Linked DNA regions of Hordeum vulgare: region 2 is linked to region 1. A link is a contact called in public Hi-C data. All regions are on one chromosome and are shown on one strand. Each heading gives the region's core, a stretch centred on a gene start, on an enhancer-like site or on the middle of the called end of the contact. The rest is flanking DNA. Distances are from core to core; before and after follow the strand shown. Region 1 holds the start of LOC123402015 (CAAX prenyl protease 1 homolog). Region 2 holds the start of LOC123403987 (2-C-methyl-D-erythritol 2,4-cyclodiphosphate synthase, chloroplastic).

Region 1 (5,959 bases), core at 2,047-4,546:
TCTAGTATACAAATGCTATTGCAACAAAACTAGTTGGCTGACTGGTACACAGAAGGCATAATTAGTTATCTGGATGAGAAAATACCTGCACAGCTACAAAGGAATATGCAGTGTGATTGAGTTTCCAGTGCCCAAGCTCGTGTGCAAGAACAGAAACTATCTCATTATCATTACTACACTGAAACAAACACAAGGGTAACAGTCAAGTAGTCAAACCTGCATGAATTCCCAAATCACAATGGAAAAAATAGTGAACAAAGAACAAAAATGGCCATTTGTTTGAACCTGTTGTATCAATGTGTCATAGAGAACAATGCGCTTATTCTTGAAAAACCCATACATGTAAGCCTGAAAGAGATTGACAGTTGAAATCATATTAGAAGAACATCAATAACTAGTTAGCAATGAAACAAACTCCAAAGGTAGAGCAATTAACATATACATTACTGTGGCTTGATCGAGTAGACCCATCCACCACAAAAAGCTTTTTCAGAGGAAACTTGAGGGAATCTGCTAACTTCTCTATTTTCTCCCTGAGTGAGCCTTCAGGAAGCTGTTGAAATCAGCAACTTCAAGTTCAGTCTTACCATGAAGTTACTATGTGGATACAGATGGAGAATGGATGCATATACCATTCTCACAGAAAACCATATTGAATGAGGAAAATGACTGACGCGGTGCAACAAGTAAAGATACTCACAGGAGTGAATTTGTTGAACAGAGGAGCTATCATGATGGGGTAAATTGTCATCATCAGGAGAGCTAGCGCAAACATAAAACCCCAGAGATATATTGCTAGGTAAGGCCCTCCATTCTGAAGCAGTACAGGAAAAGGTAACTCAGTTGGGTGACATATGCATTCATCTGATTGCGAAAGGGGTTAAGGGACAGTTAATAAAGATGCATGTTAGCATGATAGTTCAGAATAGAGGGTTGCACAACATAAAAATATGGTGTACCTGTACTATAACGATGATAGCAGCCACAATTGGTGGTGCGAGTACAGTGGACAGCAAAATTCCCTTGATCATGTCCCAAATGAAGAGCCAGAATGTTTGCTGAGAAAGGGCAAGAGAAAAAACAACATAAATACGTTACGAAATGAAGATATCAAATTATTGAGTGCTCCAAAGCACCATAAGTTGACACAATTCAAATACATCCATATGTATATTTGCTTTATGTTCACAAACAGAAGTGCAGAAATTGAAAATTATAGACATACCTTGTTAAAACCGTGTCGAGCCTCGATAACAAAAGTTGAGTACAGAGAGAATGGCAAGTCTGTGATCTGTATTGCATCAAGTATGTATTAGGTAGTCACATTTGCATAAGAAATTGGATTGCCATAAAAGAAAATATTGATAGACAATGAACACAGGTAAACATTGAGGTTACTTAGGTGCTATGGAAACATTCAAAAAGAACTGCTGATCAATCAATCTAAAGAAATCAGAATCTTGATTGATGCATGTTTGAACAAAATAAATGCACCTTATGCTATACGTTAAATAAAATAACTAGTGAAAATGTTGAAATGGGTATGGGTTAGTATCTCTGTCAGGACCAAAATCAGCAGAAAGAAAGACACATCAAGGAGTTTATAGGTGTCGAAAAACTATGAAATTAACTCCTGATTCTTAGATTCCTTCCTGCAATAGCTAGCATCATAGATAATCAAGCATTTGATCCTTCAGAGCTAAAGCTAATGCGTCACATATACCTAATCCAATTAATTGCAAAAGACTGTTGAAGAATTTAAAAGAACTGAATATGAAAGCAGAGAAAACGTAATAAACACATGTGGCCTTCTGAAGGAGGCAAATAAATTGATAATACCTGTGACCAAACCATGACACCTGCTAAGAATGCAAGGGTGTGTATTATCTCATTTTCTGCATTCAGGCCAACGTTGGTTACTAACACTCCAGAATTCTATAAAAGGAAGAGGATAGTTAGAACCAAGCTCCTGCACAAAAAGGGTAAAGGACAGCAAGTCAAAGACTTTGTCTTACCTTCCAAAGCCAAGGAAGAACTTTATAGTACAGTATTATGATATCGCATACTATAGTTATGGCCTCACGTACAAAATTGAAATTACTGCAAGAGGAAGTATACATGTCAGTAAAGACAATCTAAAAAGATACAGAGAAGATTAAGTGGGAACGCAGCTAATGAAATTAGGTGTCAGGAATGGTTTCTAAACGAGGTATGGTTGGAAGGGCTGAGTAGAGTATTATAAGCACCTTTTGTCCAGGCTATAAGCTCTCGCCTGCTCAAATTTTTCATGACTAATAACTTTTGCCAGGGATTTTGGCAATGTTGGCAATTTAAGGGCTCTATGCTGCCTGATGTTAAGATATGTCTCAAAAATGTAATTGAGAATCATAAAGCCTGCAGAAGGGACATACATTGAGACGAGCATGTCAGGAATAGACAACAGAAACAATAATAATGATAATGACAAGGTAAATAAAAATACGAAATCTTGACTTCGTACATATGATCTGTTCACACAATTTTGACAAACTTGTGTTAAACACTACTACTTGCAACTTAGTTCAGAAATATTGGCTCATTTTGTACTAGTAAGTGATCATCAAATCTGCACAATACTACACATCTTGTGTTACATAACAGAGCTTGAAAGCGCAAACAAGTCCATGCATCAGGCGACAGGAACCATCTTCAGTCAAATGTAATTCTGCGGATGTACTCCTAACTGCCACGCTGAATACTCTACACTAATCTCCAGGTAACCCAATCTATCCAAAACCTCAGATCACCGCACCTGGATAAACATCTCGCACACACACGACTCACGCCACACTGAGCCATCAAGATCACTCGCTACGCTGGAGAAAATCAAACTGCCCAGACACCCAAACGGTTCCGCGGCACGGGCAAATCCAGCGGCGAAAAGGTCGCGACCCCCGCTAACCCCTAGCTAGGGTTTACACGCGGATCCCGCGCCCATCGAAAGCCGACACGCCCCGGGGAACGAGCGAGCGGACGAGCTACTGCCGGGATTGAGCAGCGGACAGAGGCGGAGTCTTACACAGGACGGCCTCTAGGTAGGGCAGCGCCATTGGAGCCGGTGGCGTCTGAAATCGAGGCGCGGAGGCGGCTTGTGTGCCGAGCGAGGGACGGGCTGGCGGGGAGGGGGTCGAGCGCAAAAACGAGGGAACAGTGGAAGGAGGAGGAGGTGGGGGCGGCGTGATGTGGAAAAAAGGGGCGGATACTTTGCTCGGAGTTGGGGGAGGAAGGTATCGCGGCTGCAGCCACGCCGGGACCGGGTGGGGAACGGCCCGGGGAGCAAAGGGGGCTTGGATGTGGCTGTCGCCTAGTCCACCTTTCTTAAACTTAATATACTATATTTTTTCTGAAAAAATGAATACGGTTGAATTACCGAAAATGGCTATGTGGTGAACGTTCGCTTGGAGTGTATTCCCAGCGAACGCCCCCAACTTGTCATGCCATTATATTACCAACTAAATTTGTCATAATGTCATGACAACTTTGTAGGAATTGCCATGGCCGAAGGCAAAAGTTGTCATGTACCAAAAGAAAGGCATAATAATTGTCACGTTGAGTAGAGAAATTGTCATCTGTGAGATCGTGATATAGAACTGACAACAGAAGCATCGACTGATTGTGGAAGCCCTAAAAATCTGACGCTCCGTGGGTATTGAGGTCCAAACAAATATTGAATTGTGGATAATCTTTTGGCGACTTTTTTCATAAAAGGTCGCATTCCCAGCTTCTCGCATGAGTCACCGCACACATTCCATTCATTTAGATTTATTATGGACTAGTAAGCTTAGATGATGCTCCACGCATTGCCGCGAGAATCATGCTACAACAAATGCATCAATAAGTGATTAAAACAACTAATTAAAATAATGTGATGCCATCTTTTTACAAAAATGTGATGTATGAACTAAAAAATTGCTCCAAACTTCCACGCATATATTGTTCATGGCCACATATAAATTAGTGCACAAAATTAAATAGTTATTGACATGGATGACTTCATTCCACCGGAAAAAATACATGATGACTTAATGAGGGGGCATGGTTTGCATTGTTAGATTAATGCAAGAAGTGTAACTTATGGGCACATGCATGACTTCTACTCCCTTCGTTCCTAAATATTTGTCTTTTTAGATATTTCACTACGGACTACATACGGATGTATATAGACATATTTAAAGTATAGATTCACTCATTTTACTTTGTATGTAGTCCACAGTTGAATCTTTAAAAATACAAATATTTAGTAACGGAGGGAGTAATGTCACACGATTTTTATCATGGCTACAAATAATTGAGGTGATGTAGAAGCATGGGTGTTGAAAAAAATCTAGTAGTGGGTGGTAGCTATTTAGATATATTAGAGGATACCCCTGGTGTTGTTGCGGGAATTGGTTGAGGAAAGTTGGGTTCATAACATGATAAACGAAATTTGAAGTGCATATGCTTACTATATTTGATTATGTATTGTCTTAGCAATGTGTATTGATTATAAGTAGAATAATTGAATGGAAACAATCTTTCCATGTCTGGTTGTATGGTGTAGTGGGTCTTTCCTCGTGCATGATTGCATGTTGAGATGAGCCTTATCGCATTCATACTATAACATGTTGACATGGTAGCCCACATGTTTCTGCGGTATTTCATAAAAATATGATGCAAAATTATAAAATTAAATGATATATGTGATATTATAAATGGAATTTCATCAAAAACAACATCAACAAAGATGCGAATATATATAAATCCCAAATCACCTTGCAAAAAAATGTCCATATTTGCCATACAAAATCGTACAACTTCATAAGACTACCTTTCCATTAGGTTTTTGTTTTTCCTATATGATAAAGCATAGTTGGCACCATATTCGAATGTTACCCTCTTTGTATCTAACTATAATAGCCAAGACCTATCTTCATCTATGTATTTATGACACATTACATGGATCATTGCATATGACAGATAGTGACATGTGTGACCTGTAAAAGCTGTAAAGAAGGTGACCAATGATCAAACAGACAAATATCTTATGAATGTAGATAAAAAATGAGAGTGGATATTCTGCACAAACAAACGGACGTGCAAGCTACTTGGAATCTGATCAAGTGCCTTGTGGACATAGATTAAAATTTGGTAGACCGGTGCAGCATGACATGTTGTACATATCAATACTTTTCCCAACATAGTCTATTTATTCTGCATCAAAATGAATTGGTGTGCCATATATAGTTCAAGGGATGTGGGGTTACGAAATTGGTAGGGGGGAAGCACAAAGAGAAGGGACTTAGAAAATCAGTAAGTCATAGACATATATCACATAATTGAGATGTAGCGAAGATTAGAGAGGAGCAGATACAACATGTTACCTGCGAGGAGGGTGGACTTGTACTTTCACGCGAGTAAAGAAAACAGGGTCTTGAGTGATTGATCTGAAGCCATGCACAGGCACATGATCATCAGGAGGCTAATCGACTGAGGGAAGAAGTACGATAGAAGCATTCGGAGCAACAAAACATAGAGCACCTTTAGATCCCAGAGTGTAACCTTAGAAAATCTGGGGTGACTGAAGTAGGGACGATGCATATACAAAAGTAAAAGTTTGTTCTGAGATAAGGACATGAACATGCGTGTGTGCTGGATGGAATTATGCATAGAAATGTTTTTAAATGCAAACGCAAGGTCAGTGTAATAAGGAGAGATGAATGCAGCCACCATTTCATGTGCATTTGTTGTTGGGAAAGCTTCTCCCGTGGAGGAAGAGATAGTAACGGCAAGGATGGGAGAGCCTCCGACGTGGATGCATAAGGGATATTGGCGACATTAAAAAGAGCAACAGGGAAGACGAAAGCGAGTTAGTGCATGTGCAGGCAAAAGGTTTGTGGCTGCGACCCGCTAGGGGAGCATCGGTTGATGGGAGGTAAAAGGT
Region 2 (5,959 bases), core at 1,662-4,161, 110 kb before region 1:
ACACACTAACAAGACTTGATCTAGGTCGATACTGGAGTTATCCAATTTATTCTCATCATGATCATGCATCTGACATGACCATGCCACAACCTATCACGTTCCGCTTGACTAGGTTATCCACGGCCTCTCACAACCATATGATTCATCATAGCCACATATTGAGTTTTTATATAAGTAAAGATGCAATGTGTTAATTCATGCAATAGATGACAAGTTTAAATTTTAATTAGCAAACATCACAACAAAAGTTCAAGCATGCTTGTCTGGTTCAACGTAGTTGGGATCGAGCTCGGTGAAGTTGACGTCGGCGTCTCCCTCATCGGAATCTACGTTATACACCATATACTATCATAAGTGCTAAGGGCTTAGCTACTATCTCCAAACATTTTTGAATAAATCTGAAAATAAACTAACCTCCAGAGAAAGATTTTGCAAAAATAATCATTTAAAAAGCTTTTGCAGTTTAGAAGTTATAAGCACAATGAAACCACAAACTATTTTGTAAGAAAACAGAAACTTCCGAGGGGCTAGTTTGAAATAGAGGAAAGCGCCAGAAGAAATACATCAACCCATAAGGAAGACGGTATCCAGAGAATATGCTTTAGGGGAAAACGTTTCAGAAATAAACAGAATCCTGACGAGGGGGTCCCAGCCGTCAGGTTTGAATCTCACCAGCGTCAGAGACGCGTTGTCGTCGCCGGCGGCAATCTACGGCGAGGCAGAGAAAGCTAAGGACACCAGCGTACTCAGCGAGTCCTTCCGCGTTGGTGGCAGGTGGAGCTGGTCGTCGATGAGCACTATGTCGACGACGACCACTACTCCGAGGGATGACGGTGTCGGGCACGCTTCGATCTCACTGGCTGAGAAGCCTATGATCAAATTGAAGTGGGGATTAGGGATAAGAGTCCACCAGGAGGTTACTAACAGGGTTTTGGGGTGCTCAGCTTCACTAACCTATGCGACTCTAGTCGAGACCTGAGGCGTATCGAGGTGGCCGGAGTCGGGGAAGAAGACCTCCCCGAGGCTCTTCTCTTGCTAGGGCGAGACTCCGCAAGGAGTGGGGCTGAACTGGCTGAGGTGCTCGGGGGCAAGAGGGCTCTCTATTTATAGACGGCCAAGAGGGGTGTCGTGGGAGCTTAACTCCGGCGACAAATTCCGGTGGCCAGAGGGGTTTGGCAGGCGGTTGCAGGGCGGGGGCATCACCAATACTCCATGGGGAATCCATTTTAGGCCTAATCTTGTGCGGTCATCGACGGGAGACCCGGCTCGACGGTGCTGCATTCACTGGGCGCGACGGCAACAGGAATCGCGCTCTGTGCCATCTGGGACGTGGCGACGGCATTCCTGGTGCGCATGGGCGAGGACGGACCCGCGGAGTCTCGAGGGAGAAGGGGTGGTGCCGGGCAGCGCGGCTTTGGGGCAGAGGCTGCTGGTGGCCGCGACAGTCGTTGGTGGCGCCGCTTCCAAGGTTGGCTGGCTCAGGCCAGCTCACCGCCGACGCAAACATGCGGCCAAGCGAGCGAGCGGAGCAACGGATAAGAGGAAGGCACGGTGGCAAGACCCCCCTCGTCACCACTATGGAGATTGACGTTGAAATATCTGAACCTGAACCTAAAACGCTACAGCTCTGCACTTTGAGTGAAACTGAACCTCACACCAGAACAGTGCACACCACGTGCTCGATTGAATTAAAACCACGTGATAAAAACTTATTTGAAGCTAGAAACTTATGGGGTGGCCTCTTATTGATCCTAGAGGGGTTGCCTATAAAGTTTCAGAATTTTCGAAAATAGTTAAGTCGGGTTTTTAAGAAAACTAGAGAATTTTGGTCAAACTTGGGTCAAACAAAATTTGAAAAATTCAAACTAGCAACCACATGGTTTTTGGAGAAATGAGTTGAGGATACTAAGGTCTACCAAGGATAGGAATTTGGTGATCAGAACCCAAAGAAAACTATGAGCTCCTTTGCAAAAATCTAGGGGTCAAAGCTGATTAGAGAAAATAGTTTTAGAAAAAATAAAATATGAAAGGTAGCTAAATATTTCCAAAACTTTGAGAAATCGTTTTTAAAAGTTGTGTAGATGTCAGGGAGGTGCCATGGACAAGAAATCGGAGGAGGGTGGAGGTAACCAAAATTTTGAAGTGGGGATGGTGGGGCATAGCTGGAATAGTGTGTTTGCATGTGATAAGAGACGAAAGATCTAGGAGTAATTAAATACGAGCAGTACAATGCATGTCATCGAATCTCCAAGCATATCAACGACGCATGCATGCACGGTACCTTCCGTGCATGGGAGAGGAGGGCTTAAGTAAATCACGTGTTGTCTGAACCCTGGAGCTATATTAATTAGTGTTAAATGTAGGGAGCTATGTGCAAAACGACCAGAGCTGACCCATCCTGTCCAGTTGGCATGTTCTGATTGGCCGTGGACTAAATTTACACATGAGTTACAACTTTTGGGACTAAATAGGATCATTTCGCAAGTTCTAGGACCAAATCATCACATCCATTACAAGTTGTACGACTTGCGATGCTATTACCTCCAAACTAAATGCAGATGTTAGTTTTCTGTCTTTTTTTACCTCAGCATGAGCTTGTTTTACTCATATTCCACGGACCTATCCCAGCAACTACGCCTACCAAACACGTCCGTACTCTGAGTCTAATTCCATTCTGTGAACCGAAGAGGCCCCAATAAGATAGCGACTGAAAATCCTTCCATTCATCTCAGTGTATGTAAGCCGAATGACATTTAAGCTCGAATTTCGTATTTTATGCAGCACCCGAATCTGGACCAAAGTGTTCACGTCGTGCCCGTTTGGATGGCAAATGCAGCCACCGGCGACCGGTGAGACAGTGACCGCCGGCTGCAGTACTTAAACGTTAAACCTCGTCCACGGCACCATGAACCGCATCTCCGTCGCCAAGATTCCCCGCCTCCCCAGTCCCCAATGCCAAAGTAATCCCGGCGCACAAAAAACCGCTTCCTTTTCTCGCATTCCGCGGCCAAGAGAAAACCCCGAAACTCTACTCGGCCGCTGCGCTATCTCGCCCATCGGAGCGCGACGACATGGCCTCCGCCTCCTCCCTCTTCCTGGCCTCCCCCATCTCCACCGCGCCGAGGACCGGCATCCGCATCCGCATCCGCACCCGCCCCACCCCCTCCTCCGCTTGCCCCGCCCGGCCGTCCCAGCGCCTCCGGCAGCCGTCTCTGGCGGTGGCGGCCGCGCTCCAGGCGGAGCACCAGCCGGCCGTGGCCGCGGCGCCGAAGCCGCCCGCCCTCCCGTTCCGCGTGGGCCACGGCTTCGACCTCCACCGCCTCGAGCCGGGCCTCCCGCTCATCATCGGCGGCATCAGCATCCCCCACGACCGCGGCTGCGACGCCCACTCCGACGGTGCGTGCCGTTTTTACCACCGTTGCTTGCTCTTTTCCTTGCGCTTCCGTTCGTTTGCTCGTTGCGTTACCGGGCGTGTGGAATTTTTTGGCCGCGTGCGCAGGGGACGTGCTTCTGCACTGCGTGGTGGACGCGATTCTCGGCGCCCTGGGGCTGCCGGACATCGGGCAGATCTTCCCGGACACCGACCCCCGGTGGAAGGGCGCGGAGTCCTGCGTGTTCATGAGGGAAGCTGTGAGTTTCTCAACTTCACTCCGAATTTCATTCTCTCATGGCAATTTCCTCTTGCTTCTGTGGGCATTATAAGATACACTTTGTAGTTGGCTGGTGAAGTGCTTATTCAGAACAAAATTTACAGTTCGTGTGTTGCTTTTGTTCACTTTAAGGTAAAGTATGTCTATATACATCCGTATGTAGTCCCCTAGTAAAACATGTAAAAAGGCTTATATTTAGGAACGTAGGGAGTATGATTCTAGATTGTTGTCTTAGCTGGTTGGTAGAATGCTTAATCAGAACAAAACCTAGAGTTTGTGTGTTCCTGTTGCTGAATGATTCTAAATTGCTAATCATATAGCACTTGTGTTGTGTGTCGGGAAAATAGTTTTCTTTCTACTTGAGTGAGCGATAACTAAGCCTGAGGTCTAGGCTGTTAAGTGTTAAGTGACCCAACTTGTTCATATCTTCTGGGGAAACAATTTTTTCTTTCCCTTAATGTCGTTGTGGGTGGAGGAGACCTAAAATGCATCCATTTTGTGGAAATTCTCCAAAAGGATTCCTTATTGAAGACACCCCAGATCATTACCTGCTTATTTTCTGTTTGACTATTTAATTCCTGCATCAACACCATGCTAACTGCAAATTCGGTCTTGACTTTTCTCCTCTTCCAGGATAAAAAGTATTTCACGTTTTAGAACTTTTTCAAAGGCATGTACCATGTGCTTAGAATGTTGACTGCATTCTGGACTATTGGATACAATATCCCTATGCCTTAGAATTTGAGCTCATTATGTGCTGCTTTTTCTACATGATCGCATCGACCATTGAAATCATCATAGTTTCTCTCCATTTAGGCATTGAGTGGTATTTTTTGTCTTTTCACCAGATGTTATGTAGAATATATCCAGTTGGAGCATTATTGGTTCTTATACTCACGCCTGAATCTGAATTTCACGCTGATTTTTTTACATGATTCCATCCACCATTTAAATCACCCTATTGGTTCCTATATATTCGCACCTGGATTTCATTTGATACGATATCATCGAAGTATTCCAGTCCTGAAGATATGAGCTGATGAAAGTATCGTTTGGTGCTAAATTGATGCATCTAACTGAGCATGCATCTGCTTAACATTTTTTTTCTTGTTATGCATCAGGTAAAGCTAATGCATCAAGCAGGCTATGAGCTGGGGAACCTTGACGCTACACTGATCTTGCAGAAACCAAAAATTAGCCCGTTCAAGGAGACTATCCGGTCTAACTTGTGTGAACTACTCGGGGCGGATCCATCTGTTGTCAATCTCAAGGCCAAGACTCATGAGAAAGTCGACAGTCTAGGAGAAAACAGAAGTATAGCTGCTCATACCGTAGTTCTCCTGATGCGGAAATAGAGTATTAGAAGTATACCACATAATACAAGAACTGTATTGTAGCGTTACTGTGCAAGAGGTCACTGCACTATCCCTGTGATCTAGTCAATATGGAAGCTTCAGGGGAAAGTGGTAAAGCTGAGTACAATGAAGAGAAATGTGTATGCAGCTTTTGTCTCATTTTATTGCTCCAAAATTGAATTCTTGTCTTGCGGGGTGCTATATAGCAGTCATTTTGTCTTGTTATTTTCTTCCGGACCTTAAGAACCATTCACAAATTATACAGCAATATACTGGCATGAGCTTTTTACATGCGATCATTTAACAGGTCTACGAATTCTGCTCATTTTCTTAACTCCAGAAATAAGATTTGCTTCCAATTGTTGACTTCAAATGAAAGGTGACTATTCAAAACACATGGATAGACTATTCAAAACACATGGATATGCAGTCAAATGTGTGCAACGAATTTATAACGAAAAACAATGAACGTAAAACTAGTAATATATGGATACACAGTACAGTTTTCCGAATAAATTTGTACCGTTGTGACACTGGAAGTATACTACTCCCACTTACTTCAAAACCGCGGCACTTATTTTGGATCGGATGGAGTACATAGCACGGGTACATACAAGATCGTTTCGTCAGCATACAACATATGTGCTAAACATTGAACCCTGCAGAAACTGGGCATCCTATATTTCGTATTGCCCAACCATATTAGCATAAGAACTTCATATCAGCAAGATTTTCCTCTCCATTTCTACTGGCATACTGCAATGTTGGATCGTGAGGACTATTACCTTCACAATGCAGGCAATTTTGATGGCTACACCAAGATCACGAAACATAGTTTTAAAGGCAATTTAGATGACTACACCAAGATCATGAAACATAGCTTTAAGTAACATGCTAACTGCGGCGTCCTCGGTTTCCCTTTTAGAGTCAGTTATAATGTACTCCCTCCGTTCC

Evidence for each region. Hi-C and Micro-C count contacts between places; a contact is called where the count stands out from the background.
Region 2: a Hi-C map of leaf shows a contact between it and region 1, with 5 times the contacts expected there. The contact joins the promoter of LOC123403987 here to the promoter of LOC123402015 in region 1. A contact is called at or near these places in 2 of 6 Hi-C or Micro-C datasets (both in leaf) and 1 of 1 datasets of contacts at active chromatin or transcription factors (embryo).

What each region holds. Positions count from the first base shown.
Region 1 is chr6H:442,294,192-442,300,150 of MorexV3_pseudomolecules_assembly, reverse strand. LOC123402015 (CAAX prenyl protease 1 homolog) reads right to left here and starts at 3,296. Exons shown (of 14, transcript XM_045095868.1): 1 at 3,059-3,296; 2 at 2,247-2,394; 3 at 2,016-2,100; 4 at 1,840-1,935; 5 at 1,226-1,291; 6 at 960-1,058; 7 at 701-814; 8 at 443-553; 9 at 286-348; 10 at 86-178. The coding sequence starts at 3,089.
Region 2 is chr6H:442,407,790-442,413,748 of MorexV3_pseudomolecules_assembly, reverse strand. LOC123403987 (2-C-methyl-D-erythritol 2,4-cyclodiphosphate synthase, chloroplastic) reads left to right here and starts at 2,911. Exons shown (of 3, transcript XM_045097887.1): 1 at 2,911-3,396; 2 at 3,500-3,630; 3 at 4,772-5,225. The coding sequence starts at 3,072. The coding sequence ends at 5,005.